Regions from separate parts of the Gossypium arboreum genome. Here region 1 is linked to region 2. A link is a contact called in public Hi-C data. All regions are on one chromosome and are shown on one strand. Each heading gives the region's core, a stretch centred on a gene start, on an enhancer-like site or on the middle of the called end of the contact. The rest is flanking DNA. Distances are from core to core; before and after follow the strand shown. Region 1 holds the start of LOC108469776. Region 2 holds the start of LOC108467617 (rhodanese-like domain-containing protein 4, chloroplastic).

Region 1 (5,229 bases), core at 420-2,919, 260 kb after region 2:
GCCATATTCTAGTAGGATTGAAACACCTTATCCTAATCAATATAAAATAGATGGAGTTTAATAAGGTTTAAAACCTTATTCTAAAATAAAATAAAAGAAGTCTAGTTCTATATGGATTTTACTTTTATTTTATTTTCCATCGTATTTTATTTAAATAAGAATTTGGGTCACTTAATTCTAACAATTTCCATGCTACATAAGAGTAATACCAATTTATTTGATTTTCGAGATTGCAAGAAAATCAATACTTGTAAGAATCATGCATTTTGATTATTATTTTTTTTTGTAAAAATAGAAATTATAGTAGATTCATGGGAGATTGTGTTCTCTATTTAAATGTGTTTGTGGTGTAAAGAATTTTTCTCATCAACTTCACCTTGATCTCCATTTTAAAATAAAAAAAAAAAAATCCACCACCATCGTTTTTGTGAAGCGCCATCCTTGCCAACCTGTCCTTCTAAGCATCCCATTATTTTCCATGTTATCAAACATTTCAATCAATCTGGAGTTTGATTATATGAGTTTTAATGGATTAAAATTTGTAAAAATATTTCATTTTAAAATTCTCTTATGATTAAATTTATTAAACTGCGGATGATTTGTTTTTGACATCTACATCTGTTAAATAATTTTATTTATTTATTCAATCATTTGAATTTCCATCTCATACATGCACTGTTTTCATGAAATATAATGGTGATTCTCTCTATCAAAACCAGGATTATTGGCATGGTAGGTTTAGAAGTCCTGATGGCTTGAAAGTTTTCTTCAATGTCTGCGACCTATGTGTAACTTCAGTCAAAGGGTTTTTAATCAAACATGATTTTGCTAAACTTGAATTTAGTTTATTGGAAGACTTGAAGTTGAAGCTCATCCCCTTCACTCTATTATTTATTTATTTGATTAAAACCTTTTCTTTTCTTTCTTTTTTCACTATAAGAAAGAATGTGGGATTTAATTTCAAGAGCTTTTCTCATAAGATATAAATCAAAGTTTTCATTATGATTGTTAAATAGATATTTTATATTTCTCTCCTATTGTTGTAGATGATATATTTTTTTATCAACTTTGCCAACAATAGTTTTGGTTGAATATAATATTAAATTAACAATTGAGACTCACTAATGACAGTGTGTTATACTTTTCCTATAAAAAACATTTCCAAATGTATTATTTTATAATGGTAATATTATATAATTTTATAAAAAGTACAAGTAATTTAGTATAAAAACAATTATTATCTATACTTATATTAAATGACAAATTATAATTATTCTTAAATAATATGTTAAACAAAATAATTGATTCCAGAACTAAATAATACAATAAAAATATTATCTTAATGTGTTTTGTTTTGGAATATTTTATCAACATTAATTCAAAAGTGGATGAGACAATCGCCTTACCTCGCTCCATTACTAAACACCCAACACTATACTTTGAGCACCTCCACCCCTTGATTTTTGTATTTACTATCACCCTATCATTTTGCTGCAAATCCATCTGTTGCTCTTATTTCCACCTAATATTATTAGGTAAGGATAAGGTTGGGTTTTTTTTAAAAAAAAATTTAAAATTGATGTTAATTAGTCCCTATTTCTCTTGGGTTAAAAAAGGTACTAATTTGATAATTAAATTAAAAGGAGTGTTAAATCAATTTTTTTAAATAACAAGAGTGTAAATTTCTTGGTAGCACCAAATTACAAGCTATCAACACCTGGCTTAAATAGGGACCAGACATTTGATGCTGGAAATTTCTCAGCGTCGTGCATAAGAAGACCCTGGAATTAACCCATTCTCTAATGTAATCTTCAAGATAAGGTTCACTTTTCCAACACATAATTATCCAATTCTTGATGTTAACGCATCATGACTCCTCTCTATTCGCATTTCATACCATCACTAATTTTTTTTTTCTGTTCATATCATACATAAGAATCATTTTTGCAGTTGGAAAATTTAATAATGTTCTGCCATTGATTGCTATGGGGGAGGACCCAAGAGGCTGGAGTTGCAAATAGGACCAAACCCACTTGATAGCGAAACCACAACACGACCCGCCAATTGTCAATACTACATCCTTAGCAGCAACTTTGAAAGTCGTACCTTTTTCTCCATCCCGAGGAAACAAGCGGCGGCGCTGCCCGCTCTCCGCCTCTAACATCTTTATACGTCTAACTGTTGTTTTCCGTTAACCGAATATGACCTGTCGTCCTCAACACCCATATGTGTAAAAAGCACTCTCATTGGTCGGTGTGTATGTAATGAAACAAAAGCTGTCACATTTTTTGTCCTGTTTTCTTCCCCCTTCCATCTTTATTTCGCTGTAGAAAAAAAAAATCTTTCAAAACTTTTTTCTTTTTTGTCCCTACTTGCATTTCAGCTTCAATTGAGAATTTCCATCAATAATCCTTTAATTTTCAGTTAAAGCAACATTTTTTTTTGTTGAACACAGAGATGGATGCAGTTCGGTTTCAGTTGGAATGAAGAACTTACAGGTATTTTTTTAATAAGTAATTTAATTATAAATAATTGCTCAGTGTCTGTCATTAAATCTAAGTTTTAACATAAATCAAAACTGTCTGCTTATAGCATGATCCTTGAAACTAACTTGAAGATGGAATTATATGCCATTTACAGAACACACAAGATATTAAACCTTCGGTTCAAGCTTCAAATGAATCCAAAACAGAACAGCAGAATAATCAAACATCGGCTGATTCTGCTTCAAGCAATGATGGCCAAAAAGTTTCACGACAGGATATCGAACTTGTAAGAAATCCCATTTTTTCATCATGATTTTTTTATGCTGGTTTTTGTTAAACGATACACAATTTATGTAAACTGGTGGTTGCAGGTCCAGAATTTAATTGAACGATGTTTACAACTATACATGAATAAGGACGAGGTCGTCAAAACCCTCTTGAATCGAGCGAGGATAGACCCTGGATTCACAATATTAGGTATCCATTGAATATATATTTATATGTTGTACATGTAAGTATATTTTGAACTTACTCTGTTGTTTTCTTTACTGTTCTTGGTTATTTCAGTATGGCAAAAGCTGGAGGAGGAAAATGCTGATTTTTTCAAGGCTTATTATATAAGGCTGAAATTGAAGAAGCAAATCCTTTTGTTTAACCATTTGCTTGAGCATCAATATTATCTAATGAAATATCCTATGCCTCCAAAGGTTCCTCTGGTCCCAATCCAAAATGGGATTCATCCCATGCCTGGTAAGTTCTAACTAAATCAATAATTGAAGCAAGTCCCTATTATCTCTTTACATTGTGAAGTGGTACCAAAATGTGATTCATGGCCTCAACTTGTTAAGAAAATTTAGGACAAAATTTTCCATTGAATTGTTTCTTGAGCATGATAAATATCTGGGATTGTGCTGTTTTTGTTGCTTAATACTAATTATTTCAAAATTGGTTGATCTCATTGCTCTTTGTAAATTTACAACATAATGGAATGTTTATGGTCACTATTATGGTTATTCAAAGCCATTTACTATAGCGCAGTTAACAACTTACCAATGGGATATCCTGTGCTGCAACAACCTCCAATTCCAGCTGCAGGGCAACCTCATCTAGACTCGATGGGGATATCAAGCTGTCATGTGGTCAATGAAGTCCCAGCACCCAGTCATTTTCAACCAATGCAGATGAATTCTGGGAATGAGTGAGAATTTAACCATCTTCACTTCAATCTATCATTAATTGCCTTTTTAACTTACAAATATTTGTTTAGCCTGTTTCTTCCGTAGTTTCATATGCTATTTCTTTCAACATGGCTTGCCTAATTAACAACCTTTCTTTTACTTGCAATGTAATTATTGCCTAATTATGCTAGCATGGTGATGGACAACAACGCAACTGATGCGACACCTGCAGTTCCTCCAACCACTGCCATGATGTCATCTATGTCAGAGATGCCAGTGAGCCCTACATCGGTGGCGTCCAGTGGGAATTTCCCTTTCACTGCAACAGACATGTCGGAAATGGGAGTAGACACAGCAACACTTGATTCGGCCTTCACGGCGGATGTGGCAAGTTCAATAGGATTGCAACTGGGACCTGGTAATGGAGCCGACAATTCTAGAGATTCCCTTAGATCACTTGATCAGATTCAGTGGAATTTCAGTCTCACTGATCTTACAGCCGATTTCTCAAACTTGGGAGGTAAGTTGTGGTAATGAGACCCATACCAGGAGCATAGCATGCTTGTTATTTTATCCTCCTTTTCTTTGTTGCTTTCCTTATGGAGCTCATTCTCATGAATTATGGCCCTCGGAATTGTTACAGATTTAGTAGCACTTGGGAACCACCCTGGTTCTCCTTTTCTTCCCTCTGATTCAGAAATTATGCTCGGTTCTTCGGAGCACGAGAATATAGGTAATGGGGTCTCCAATTACATATTTACCTTGATACCTGTTTTGATGAACTCTTTTAAGAGGAAGGATGCTGCTATTGATTAGAAATCTGGGAAAACAACAAAAAGAAAATATCATTTCTATCTATAAACAGAAACGGGATCCTTTAAACTGCTATAAAATCTAATATGATTTTAGAATTTAATGCACGTATTACCATATATCCATGTCTACTTAAAAAATCTCTGCATATGACTGGTAAAATTCTAATAGCAAGTGTGCAAATGGCATTGATTTGTCATTTTGAAACTCTCAGCTTGTCAACATTTACGCCATTGAAATATGTATATTAATCTGTTTGTGTTTGAACACATGCACTGATAAATCTAACTTGTTTCAGTAGAGGAATTTTTTGTTGATTCTATCCCTGGACAGCCGTGCACTCCGTCTGACGAAGAGAAATAGTAGACAAAGGTGAGCATTGTATTGTACCTTATAATTGTTAGAATAGAGTTAATAAGAGTTAGATAAATAAGAACAGCTGTATTTGAACAATTCAGCAGTGTAGTTTTAGTTTTTGATGAATCAGTAGCAGTCAGCAGACATGGAAGTAGCCAAGTTCTTGTAATATTTTTCGTAACAAGGCAATCGATTAATTCTGTTACGGCCGAGATATATTTATTATTTTCTTTTGAGTTTACATCTGAATAAAAGACAACATAGCACCGAACTCAAATGTGCTCCAATTTCTGAGTTTATCAGCGTCCAGTTCTGAATCAATAAATTGGAATACTATTGAATTTGGCAAACAGACTTTTGACTTTTAAAACTCATTTTTGCATGAATCAACAAGC
Region 2 (5,394 bases), core at 1,849-4,348:
CTGCAACCATAAAGGAAGGAAACAATGCCAAATGTAAGCATTTTTTTCCTTTGTGCATGAAACTGTAGAAAAGGGGAAAAAGAAACAACAGGTTCTAGTACTTTATAAAATACTATAAGATGAAACAAGGAATTCATGGAGTAATAAAAGTGAGACATTACCGAAGGATATGGTGAAAGTGGTTTAAGATATCCGGAGTTTCCATCTGTTTTGGGAACTGAATTAATTAGAGAAGGGGTTTCTGCTGCTGCTTCGACTTTTGGCTCCGGTTTTGCCTCTGGAGATGAATGAATAGCTTTGCTAGTGGCGGGCTGTGATGGAGTAGGCGATGTTGGAGGCTTCAAATCTGGATACTGCCACCATAAATAATGGAAACATAGGCATTTTTCAATTTCTAATACAAGCACATACAGCATATGGAGTGATAAAAAGTGACATTACAGAAGCATAGGGTGAAAGTGGTCTTGAAAATCCAGTGATTCCAACTGCCTTGGGTACTGTTTCGGGAACTGAATTTGTTTGAGGAGGGGCTTCTGCCACTGCTTCGACTTTGGGTTCAGGTTTTGCCTCCGTAGGTGCAGGAAGAGCCTTGCTAGTGGTAGTTGTTGGTAAAAGGGCTGCTCCAATTTGCTGAGTTCACAGGCAAATTCAAAAAATAGAGAAATTAGTCATGCAAGATAAAAATAGCATACAAATAATAACCAAGGTCTATATCAAGGTTGGATACCTTTACATCATCGACAAGTTCCGTAGGAGCCACCTTCGTGTTTAAGAATTCATCAACTTGTTTAAGTGTTTGCTTTCGGTTCTGTTACAAATAGCAGAGTAGAAAGTCAAACCATTATGTTTTGGCCTTACGGAACTAGAGACATAAGTTAAGTGACACATTCCATATTTGTTCATAACCATATCCTTTTGTATGAGCTTAAGCATTTAGAACAAACAGTCACTGGATGAGTGTACTGTTGCTTATTGGACCATGCAATGCTCATTTACTTTACTCATCTTGCACTAACTTTCTACACAGAGCTTAGGATTTTAGGACATTTGATTATCCAATTTAATATAAAGTGGAGACTTACCTCTGCATACAGGAATTTCTTGCTTACAAGCTGCACAATAGCAGCTGAGCCTAAAAGTTGAAGGATCGTTTCTATCTGCAGAAGATATGGCAAACCCACAATTTGAGTTGTTTCGAGGTGTGTGTATATATATATAATCAGAGGTACTGTACTAAAAGGACTCAAAAACCTAACCTCTGAAAAAGCCAAAAGGCCTAACCCTGCAGCTGCAGCAATCCCTACAGTAACAGAAAGGCCATCTGATCCCCCCTGCAGATTATCACAACCATTTATCATATAGAAGAAAACTAATAAGAAAGGCTGAAGAACTTTCCAACAAAATCAATTCAAGATATAGAAAAGTCTCTCTATGACATCAAAATCTTAGAAGTGAATAAGCAATTAGGAGATGAAGATAGGTACTCCGAAGGCCTCGGCGAACGCTTCTGTCAAATTGCTAAGGTCAAGACCTTTCTTTGGTTGTATCCAGGGAAGACCACTGTTCTGCAAAATTGAAACCAGTCTCAAAAGATGCAATTGCTAAATTTAGAAAAAATGGAGAAAGAAACAAAAAAAATTGATTTAGAACAGCACATACCACCCATCCCCGTGGTCCTTCAGCACCATCTTTGACTGCATAAGCAGCTTTGAATCCATTTGCAGTGACCAACTCCGCAACCAGTTCAGAATTCCCATCAAATCTGGCTTTCAACACAAATTTAAAGCAATATTAGAAGATGAATCAAATGAAAGTTCTAGTTTCATCTTCCCTACAAACAAAATGCATATAGTTACAAATAAAATATTTGTCAGCCAATGCTTACATATGTTTAAAGACACATTTTAACAGTTAAGAACGTATAGACTATCAATTTAGAAACCTTCAACCCTTGGAACAAAATGCAGTTAATTTATGGGTTAGGAACTCAGGATCAATTAAGAAAGAGGTAATGGCCATATTCTATTGTGTAGCTTAAGGCCAATGAGCCTCCATATAGGCATATTCAGTTCTACATTCTTCCTCCACAACCAACACACAAACCATTTAATCTCAGATACAGTGATACAATCATCATTAAGAGTGGATAAGGTTTCATAGACAATGCTGGGAATTCATATATGAACAAATATATACGAGGCATAGGGTTTTAAGAAGCTTACTTGTCCATAATGAATAAGGTAGTATTTTCAGGTTCCTTGAATTTCAAAGACAGTTTTGTCAAGAACACTGGTTTATCTTCACCATTGTAGGCAATTGACACCGGTTTCTTCCTAAATCCCTTAATGTCAGGGCTACCAACATCTCTAGACTCCTTGAGAGGCCTTATGTCCAGCAACTGAGCAGTGGCATCGTCACCTAGCTTGGCGTAAGCACTCCTTGCAGATTCAACTCCCCATGGCTTTGGATTCTTTAACAGCTGAGACAAAATCAAAGGAACTGCTAAAGCAACGGTGCCACCAGCTACAACCGTGGGATTCTCAGTTGCAAAACTGACGACGGTATCAAGGATCCCATTTGGGTCAAAATCAACAGACGAGGAGGATCCCGTCGTCTGCTGTAGGGCTTCCTCGTATGACAAGGCTTTAGCGAATCCATTGGGGAGAAGTGATGACAGTAGCAGTAAACCACCATGCAAGGTTCTTGACAAACACTGGTGCAAAGCTGGTTGGGTCTTAATAAAAGCTGGGGAGTTGGGTAGTTTGAGTGGTGAAGCAATGGGGAGCAATGGTGCTTTTCTGGCCTCGGTTCTTGTCTCAGAAAGAACCGAGAGAGGTGTCAAACTTGGAGTTGCTGCATTGAGGGTCCTCATTTGCATAATTTTTATGCAAAGAGATGGGTGTCAAATGTATGATGGAAAGGCTTGAACCATCAACAATGGAGGATTTTTGTTGGAATTGATTGGATGACAACAAGGCTCAGAGACCCTTAGCTTTGGAAGGTGCACTTTGAATGATGAAATGGTGGTGAGGTGGAATGAGTTATGAGATCTCTGCCAGTCATTGCATGACACGTTGGAAGTGAGATGAGAGGCTTTTTGATCATGTCTTTAGGACTGTTCCTCATCTCAACTCATTTGTGTGGCTAATAATTGTCTGCACAAATTCAATAGTGCATCTAAACTATAGTACCTTCCTTTTAATACAGCAAAAACGTTACACTACATTATCTTTTAATTTACCATTTAATTTGGTATTTTAGTTTGAATTTTTTTATTGTAATATACGATTTTTATATTTGACAAAATTATATATATTTAGGTACATGAAAGTATCAATATTAATTTTTAATTTTTAATTCAAGTTTTGGAATTGATTTTATAAAATTATTAGCTAATAATATTAGCAATTAACTTTCATCATATCAACCCTAAACCTGAATTAATTCACATTAATTAGATTATATTTGACAAATTAAATGGAAAATTAAATAAATTCACAATTAACACTACATTTATTCTATTAACAAAATCATAAAAATTCAAACATAATACTATTAGCAATTAACTTTCATTAAATGAATCCTAAAATCCAAATAAAAAGTTAGCATTGTAATCTTTGGGTATAAAAAATATAACTTTTGTCAAATATAGATATCAAATTAGACCAAAAAACAACCCAGGTACCACATTAAAAAAATATATCAAATTCAAGTACCAAATGATATATTAAACCTTAGAAAAAGAGATAAAGTCATTATTTTGATAATTTTCCTCTACTTAGTCTTTGAATTATTTTCGTTAATCCTCAAACTTAACAACTTTTTCAGTTTTATTCATTTGAGACATTTGATATTGTATCATCATATTATCGCTTAAAAATTATAATTTTATAAAATATTTAAATGATGATGTGATGCAATATTAGAGTGTCGTATCATTACATAAATCAAAATTAAAAAAAAAAAACATTGTCAGTTAAAGCTAAATTTTTTTTTCAGATGCTAAATCTTACCTAAGTTAAAAGTGCTAACAAAAGTTTAGGGTGTGAAACATGACACTCAACTTGGACCAAGTCTATCAAATTTTGCTCATGAATTAAGATGGGGATCTTGCGCTACCATCATGTGAGCTTGCGCCAAGCCTGGGCTTGCTTCCTCCGATCAAGCTTTTGCATCAACAATGTTATATATATATAGTATTTTAATTTATCGTTTAGGGTTTTTCAATATATTTTTCTTCTATATAAGATTATACCATATTTTAGTATATCATTTCGATTTTATTTGTAAAACACGACAATACTGGTCTCTTTGATTTCATTTGCTTTTTCGCAAGAATGGCATACTCCTATACTTTAAATTGATAGCCCTCCAGAACCATTTAACATTATTTATAGCGTGTCCCGCAATCATATTGCTTTTGTAAGGAAATATAACCTAACTATACATATTATACCTTCATATTGGAGGGAATCATTTCAGAAAATAAAAACAAGCGAGGAAGAGGATTTGATTGGTGTTGTTTTCCGCCCAAGATAGCGGCAGTAAATGGGGGACCACGATGATTCACAGCGGCAATGGATGAAAGGAAGAAAAAGGTTAAAGGGGTAAAAGAGAGGTTCTTTTTTGTGGCATTATTGGCCGTAGTGGACCATCGACGGCGGCTGAAAGAGCAGCGGTCTCTAAGGTTTCTTGGGAAGGGAAAAAAAAGGCTAAATTAGGCAAAAATGTCAATTTTAAAAATTAATTAAGTGATTAGGCCAATTTGTAACATATTTACCAGAATAGGCCAGTCTTGGAGAAAGGGGGAAATACGTCCAACTGGATGCTTTTTCACCCAACGGTAACCTCCCCCAACGGTCCAATTGCCAATGACCATAAAAAACGACTAGTTTTTATTTCTATATAAACCCAAATATTTTCCTCATGTTTTCATTCAAATCCATTTCTGTCAATTCTCTTAATTCTCTCAAATCTTTCAAGAATTTAATTCTAAAATTTTAATTAAAATTCTCTTAAGTTCTTGATTTAATTCTGTTTTTTATTCATTTTAATTTAGTTTTGGAATGACAAATACTCTTATTCGTTTCGATGAAAACCACATTTTCGCGATTCAACTGTAAATGGTAAGAAAATATTTTTAATTTTTATAATTTTATTTAAGTTCATTATTAAGTTTTTAAAAAGATTAAATTTTATTTATTTTTTGTATTTTTTATAATCACGCCGAAGATTTTATTTTGGAGACGTATATGCAAAATCTATCTACAAGATTGTCGCATATGATTGAACCCTATTTGGAAGTTGTGGGATTCTTGCACGTGTCTCGTATGTGAGATTTTGACAAGTTATTCTGATAAATTGAAAGTTTTAACATAAGCTTATATGCCTATT

What was found. A called contact is a pair of places that touch in the nucleus more often than the background predicts.
Region 1: a Hi-C map of leaf shows a contact between it and region 2, with 8 times the contacts expected there. The contact joins the promoter of LOC108469776 here to the promoter of LOC108467617 in region 2. A contact is called at or near these places in 4 of 5 Hi-C or Micro-C datasets (all in leaf).

What each region holds. Positions count from the first base shown.
Region 1 is chr8:26,850,629-26,855,857 of ASM2569848v2, forward strand. It overlaps LOC108469776, which reads left to right and starts at 1,670. Exons shown (of 9, transcript XM_017770806.2): 1 at 1,670-2,261; 2 at 2,456-2,498; 3 at 2,641-2,772; 4 at 2,858-2,963; 5 at 3,054-3,236; 6 at 3,525-3,684; 7 at 3,856-4,184; 8 at 4,308-4,397; 9 at 4,779-5,046. The coding sequence starts at 2,227. The coding sequence ends at 4,840. LOC108469774 (beclin-1-like protein) reads right to left here. Exons shown (of 10, transcript XM_017770802.2): 10 at 5,190-5,229.
Region 2 is chr8:26,590,669-26,596,062 of ASM2569848v2, forward strand. It overlaps LOC108467617 (rhodanese-like domain-containing protein 4, chloroplastic), which reads right to left and starts at 3,099. Exons shown (of 9, transcript XM_017768323.2): 1 at 2,223-3,099; 2 at 1,660-1,762; 3 at 1,485-1,565; 4 at 1,257-1,331; 5 at 1,083-1,157; 6 at 728-808; 7 at 442-630; 8 at 162-353; 9 at 1-62. The coding sequence starts at 2,878.